Linked DNA regions of Zea mays: region 2 is linked to region 1. Evidence: chromatin contacts called from public Hi-C data. All regions are on one chromosome and are shown on one strand. Each heading gives the region's core, a stretch centred on a gene start, on an enhancer-like site or on the middle of the called end of the contact. The rest is flanking DNA. Distances are from core to core; before and after follow the strand shown.

Region 1 (3,216 bases), core at 472-2,971:
TAGAGCAGTAGAGGAGCGACCGGGCCTCACCTTGAGGAGGTATTGGAAATAGGCGGCGCCACGGTGCTGGTTCCGGTGCTTGTACACCAGGCGCTCCAGCACCCCCGCCTCCGCCTGCAGGTGACGCAGAGCAGCCCGCAACCGCTGCTCCTCATCGCCCTCCCCAGCAGTGCCGGTCTCCGACCTCAGCGGCATGGCCTACGGCGTGTGGCGGCGGATGGCCTCGTTCGTAGCGCGGCGCGGAAGTACTTTGGGCCAAGATGGGTGCGATGGTCGTAGAATCGAACTTTGAGGACTCGACGTACGTATATGGGCTGTATCGTCTGACCCGGTCAGATGTCTGTTTGAAACACAGAAATTTTATTACAGTTATATATTACAGAAACTCAATTACAGTTATATATTCTCAAATATTTTATGCATATTTTATTTTTGTTTAATCTACTGTTCCTATAGTCCCACCCCCTCACAATGTGTTAGTAAATTTTCTATTTTCTATTTTAGTTAATTAATAACAATATTATTTGTATCTTGATTTATTATCCTTCTTTTATAATAATAGTAGAAGAAAAATATTTTACACTGAGAATCTGAGATATGGTGGCAATTGTTACAATCTATATAGTCTAGTTTCCCTAAGACCACATGTAGAAATTTTAATAAATCTCAAAGGTCCAATATCTATGTCTTCTAATGGATTCCACGAGTAAAGATGAAAGGCGCAACATTAATTAGCAATATATAGCGTGTGAGTATTGAATTAGTATTTTTCTCTTTTGGTTGTTGCGTTATCAATAGTTTCTCCATCACAGCGTCTACGTACACGCGCTGTTCGAGAGGTCTCCAAAAATCTAGTTCTTGCGAAAGATACACACCTCATGATTCAGTGTCTCTGTTCACGTTTAATCTAACTACCGATTTATGTTCATGTTGTTTGAGGTGACTAGTGTACGAGCTATACTCACACTATTTTTTGTATCCATGTTATTTAATCTGAGTTATGTACGAACTATGTTTATATTTGTTTTAAAGATTGTCGCTGTCTGTGTTCTGTTATTAATCTAAAACAGTGGCGGACGGAATTCAGGGGGCCAAAAACCACATGACAAAATCAACTAATAAACAACTACATTATAAACAACTACTGCCGCATAGCCGCATAGAGTTCAAGGTGTCAGTTATCAGTTATGCAAAATTGCAAATCTAGCATAGCTTGTTTGCTTACCTTCCTGACTGCTTGCCTTGATGGAAGGGAGCGGAGACCGACGGGCCGGGTCGTCGCAAGCGCTACTCGCCTGTGCTGCACCGGAAGACGAAAGCGGATGAGCGAGGCGCCGGGGCCAACGTCGCGCCGGGCCGGGAAGTGGACGGAGGCGCCGGGCACTGTGTGCCGCCACGCCGGCCGCCAGGGCTGGGGCTGGTCCCTAGACGCTGAGCCTGGATGCCTGGACCTGGACGGGCACATGCATACAAGAAGCCAAGAAGGCAAGAAGTGGCGGCGGCTTGACAATTGACAGAGAGAGGCACATGGGAAGAAGCAAGCCGAAGATAGCTATTGGGCCTCGGCTTGACAAAGAGAAGGCCCAATAAAGTTGATTTTAGTCTATTATGCCTTTTACATTTTCTGTATTTTATAGTAAATTATATTACACATATAAATACTGTCAAAATTTCAGGGGGACTATGGCCCACTTTGCCCCCTGTGGGTCCGCCCCTGATTCTAAAAATTGTCTACTTTTCAACCGTAAACACTAGTATAATAGTACCATATGATCCACTGATCCAGGGGGATGGTGTGGGGCGGCGTCCGGCGTGGATAGGAAAGGATCGAACTGTATCTGCAGAGGACGTCGCTTTCTTTCCTGCACACAGAGGCGACCTCCATCTGAAGAACGCTGTGAGTGATGGACCATGGCCCATGGGACCTCTGTAGGCTGTAGCCCATGCAGGTGGACGATGCAGCTCAACCACCGATCTGCCTAGGGACACAGTTTTGGTCATGCCAACTCGACAGATGTGGATCGGAGCCATTGTTAAATCTGAGAACCATGTATGGGAACGGGATCCTAGACTGCTGCAGAATCGATCTGCTGGCCCTGGAACAATGGCGTTTCCCGCGTACAAATATTCTCTCCCAGCCAATACTACGCGCAAATGGGCACACCGCAACGGCCGGCACTACACTCCACGGATCGGCCGTGTAATCTTGTGAGCTACACGGCAATCCCTCCCAGCGATGCGCGCTTGTCCTCGTGTGCCCTCTCGGTGCCTCCTCTCAACTGGTGTCTCGTCGCTGCGGCAGCAGGCCGTCGCAATCATGCGCGCTGTCGCCGTTCCCAAAAGACAAGCGGTGCAGGGACAAACCTGTCTGTCCGGCCGGGGTTGCCGCACCGGTCGTGCCTGAGAGCACAACTCGATCTCGCCGCCGGCCGATCCCGCCTCGCCATGTGTCCCTCGGCTCGGCCTCGGCGGCATGATCTGCGCATATGCAACATGATGAGTTACCGAGCATGGGATGGGTGACGAGGGGTGGATGGCATCATGGTAGAGGCAAGTTGTTGGGTCCATGCTTCGTCGCCGAAGGTCTTATAGGAAGAAGCGGTCTTCGGCTGAAGCTGTTTGCATAAGATGGCCGAAGGTTCCTCTTCATGAAGCTTCGGTATTACAAACCGACTTAAAGATAGAATGACCTTTTAGTCCATAAAGGTCTGAGTCAATGTTGTAAACTTTTATAAGGGGCATACTTGTAATTCCTCACAGGCTGCGTCCTGTGCCTATAAATAGTGAATAGTATTCCTTTACTGTTCACGGATTCTGGTAATTGTAATCGCATCTTTCGGGAACCAACCTTTGCCAAGGCAGAGGTATTATTGTATTCAATGATTCAATATATTAAGTAAATACAATATAATTCGTCTATGATTTATTTACCCTTTTATACACTATACCACAACCTAGCTATAACGACTTACTTACAGTCGGTATAAACCGTTATAGCAACGTACTATCAGTCGCTATAGAGTTATACCGACTAACACTTTCTGACGCTGTAAGTGGCGTCGGCATAAACATATAGCGACAGACATGTTTATACCGACGGACGGTTAGACGTTAAAAAGATATACCGACTAACATATTTATCTCGACAGACAGTCTGTTAGAACTTATACCGACACACTGTCTGATGCGATATATGTATTTTTACCGACTAACAAT
Region 2 (3,150 bases), core at 535-3,034, 280 kb after region 1:
ATGTGTAATGTGTTTAACACACTTTGTTTTATCCTACAAATTCCAAATCCTGCATGGATCTCAGAGCTGGAGATAAATTGCTTTGGTCCATCTTTCATAGAATGGACTATGGTAGCAAGTATCTTTCACCATCTTGAAAAAAGAAGTGTTCATTTTCTCTATTTACGCTAAGGAATGTTGGATCTTAGTGGACAGCATATTCATACGCAGTTGGACACTTAATACTGATACTTTCTTTCTCAAAGAGCATCAAAAGAGTTCCCGAAATATCTGAGTAAAGGTTACCAGCACTTTCTTTTTCATTATTTGCAACTTGCAATTACCTTATGCTTTTATCAATGACAGAGTTTCATTCCAAAAAACATGTAAAAAAACAAAATCAAAAGTATGTTGTTTCCTTTTTCAGGTTGGTCCATAGGACATTCTGTGTTATTGTTTCCATGCCCTTTTTATGTGCAGGTCCCCATTTAATTGTAGGGAAATTCTATCATAAGACTCCACAAAATTATGTTGTATGTATTGAATATTCTGATAAGTAAGGCGTCTAAAGCACATAAGAAGAGGTGAAAACTGAACAAGAATAAGGGTCTGAATGAGTTGAAGGACAGTGACACTGGGTATAAAATTTTACTTTCAGTCATGTATTCATCATATAAGTTACTTCCTGTAAGCTGTGGTAAGCGACCTTACAATCATGCTAGCAGCTTAAAAGGCGAATGATATTTGAGAGTTATACCACCGGACACTTCAGTAGCAAACCACAATAGAAGTAAAATATCCTCATTGAGAATTAGAGACCAACTCACCCATCCTACAAGAAAATATGAGTAATAAGAACAGAAGTCAGCATAGGATAAGCTTTCAATTCTTATATCATCAGTCATACAGATGTGAACAGAAACAAAACCAGTCACAGGTGGCAGCAGAATTTAGCTAAAAAGAATACATAAGCAGATAACTACTAGGTACCATGAACAAAACGACAGCTAGCAGTTTGCAGTAAGCAGATCAGTACAATTGAGTACAGCATTACTGCACTAGGAGGAAACTGATACTAAAGAAGCTTAATTTCCACTCTAAAAGTCGATATTCAGCTAACTTCTGCATGAAGACATGCATATAGTAATACACTAGAGGGTAGGTCGACAAGCCAACAAGACAAATGCCCAATTCTGAACAAATCCTACAGAATCGAGAATCGATCACTCTAAATGCCACAGAATCGCATAAAACCTAATTTTCATAGTAATGGATGCAACTGCAACCTCTCTTTCAAAATGATGCGCCAGCTCTAAGTTCGTGAAAAAAGTTTCCAACAGCAAGTTAGTCAACGGTAGATCAATCCTGTGCACGCCATAGGACACGGTTACAGGCAGCGTACTCAACCCTGCCGGCTGACCAGAAATACTATCGCTCGGATCTCGGATCAGAGGCCGCTGCTTATTCGTATTAGCGGTGCTGCCGTGCTGCGCCTGCGCCCGCAATAGATGAGACGGAATTGGCCGGAAGGGGGAAGGGGATCGTACCATGATGTCCATATGTAGCCAGTCGGCGCCTAGGCGGACCATGCGCTCAGCCTCCGAAGCGAGGTTGGCAAAGTCCGACGAGAGCATCGACGGCGCTATCTTCGCCGCCGCCATGTCCGCTTACCGCTAGGTTGATTCCTCCCCGGATTGGTGGCAGAGTAGTTATGGGGGCAGGCGCCAGGCGGGCAGCAAACAGTACACTTTGGAAGTGGATGCTTCGGTCGTTCGGCCCGGCGGCTTGTAGGGGAGTTGGTGAGGTGGCCGGTGGCCGGTGGCATTTGGTACTTAGTCCATCTTTCTCTCAAATTGTGTTAAGAGTCTATGAGCAGTCCACCTTTTAGTTGACTATTAGTGAACCGTCAACTTCCTTTTCTCTTTAATTCTCTTTCTTTCGTGTCACTATAAATATAGCATGTCATCTCTTGCAGACTGTCCATGTAACTTTATTATACTTGCTCTTATGGATCAATTGGGTATCGATCGCATCGTAATCAGATCGACTGATACCGATCTACATGTTGTATACCAGGTTAGTACCGATCTCCGATACACTTCTTACTGATGTGGAAGTTCTTGTTTGATTAGCGCTATTTTAATTATTTAAAATTCAAGAAAACTAAGACAACTTGAATCCAATCTATAAATAGAGGAAGGTGTTTGAATCCATTCACACCCCTCACCTCCAATTCACTTGCCTTCTCTCTTTATAGCCTTCAAACCTCTCTTTCATTATGGATCCAAGGTGAAATCTGAACTTTGATACATTCACCGACTTGTTCAATGAAACTCCACGACGTCCCGAGACTCTACCGGTATGGGATAAATCTTCTTCTAAGGACTTTTTCTCATCTATCATCAACAAGAAAATGTTCCTACTTGTACCCATGTACTGATTATATGGCCTCTGCTTATGAAAGTACCTTTAGGCATTTAAAGACTTTGGATGTCACCTAGAGGGTGAATAGGTAATTAAAACTTTTCAACCCAATTGAACTTAACTTACTTGACGCTAGCAACGAAACCATGTCTTAATCCGATGATTACCTGCACTTCACAAACACTAATACAAAATGCAAATATAAGAAGTGCAAGTAAGCAAATAGAACAAGGGACAAGATACAATTTATCCCATGGGTCAGCCAAGCCTCAAATGCTTGCATATGTTCACGTTTGAGTTAGCCAATCAGCTTGGAGTCTATTTCAACTCCTTCCTCCCTTTGCTCAAGTTTATCACCACTTTTGATAAACCGAGACTTTCACTTATCAATTGGTTGCTTTACAACAATCCTAAGGCTCTCCGTAACTTAGGAGCTCTCCAGCGAATGCCTAAAGCCGATAGCTGAAGCCTATTGTCACACCTGGTTTTGGAAGGCAACCCGAATGCGAACTATGTACATGCTAGGATCAGAACTCACGTACACAGTGATTATATAATTGGACATCATCACACAATGCTCAAAGTAATTAGTGGAAAGGTACTTTATTTACAACAAGATGTCCAAGACATCCACAAAGTCTAATACATAACCATAGTCTTTACCATTAATATCAAAGTGCAGGAATACAAAACGTAGAAGATAAGCCTACACAGGCAGCTGACTAGGGGTTTGCCACTAAGGTAAAC

Evidence for each region. Hi-C and Micro-C count contacts between places; a contact is called where the count stands out from the background.
Region 2: a contact with region 1 is called in a Hi-C map of tassel, with 2.5 times the contacts expected there. The contact joins the promoter of LOC100283478 here to the promoter of LOC103632978 in region 1. A contact is called at or near these places in 4 of 25 Hi-C or Micro-C datasets (bundle sheath, endosperm, leaf and 1 more).

What each region holds. Positions count from the first base shown.
Region 1 is chr7:142,275,083-142,278,298 of Zm-B73-REFERENCE-NAM-5.0, forward strand. LOC103632978 reads right to left here and starts at 1,722. Exons shown (of 9, transcript XM_020541162.2): 1 at 1,226-1,722; 2 at 31-340. The coding sequence starts at 195.
Region 2 is chr7:142,553,483-142,556,632 of Zm-B73-REFERENCE-NAM-5.0, forward strand. LOC100283478 (ribulose-phosphate 3-epimerase) reads right to left here and starts at 1,785. Exons shown (of 8, transcript NM_001156378.2): 1 at 1,527-1,785; 2 at 807-811. The coding sequence starts at 1,640.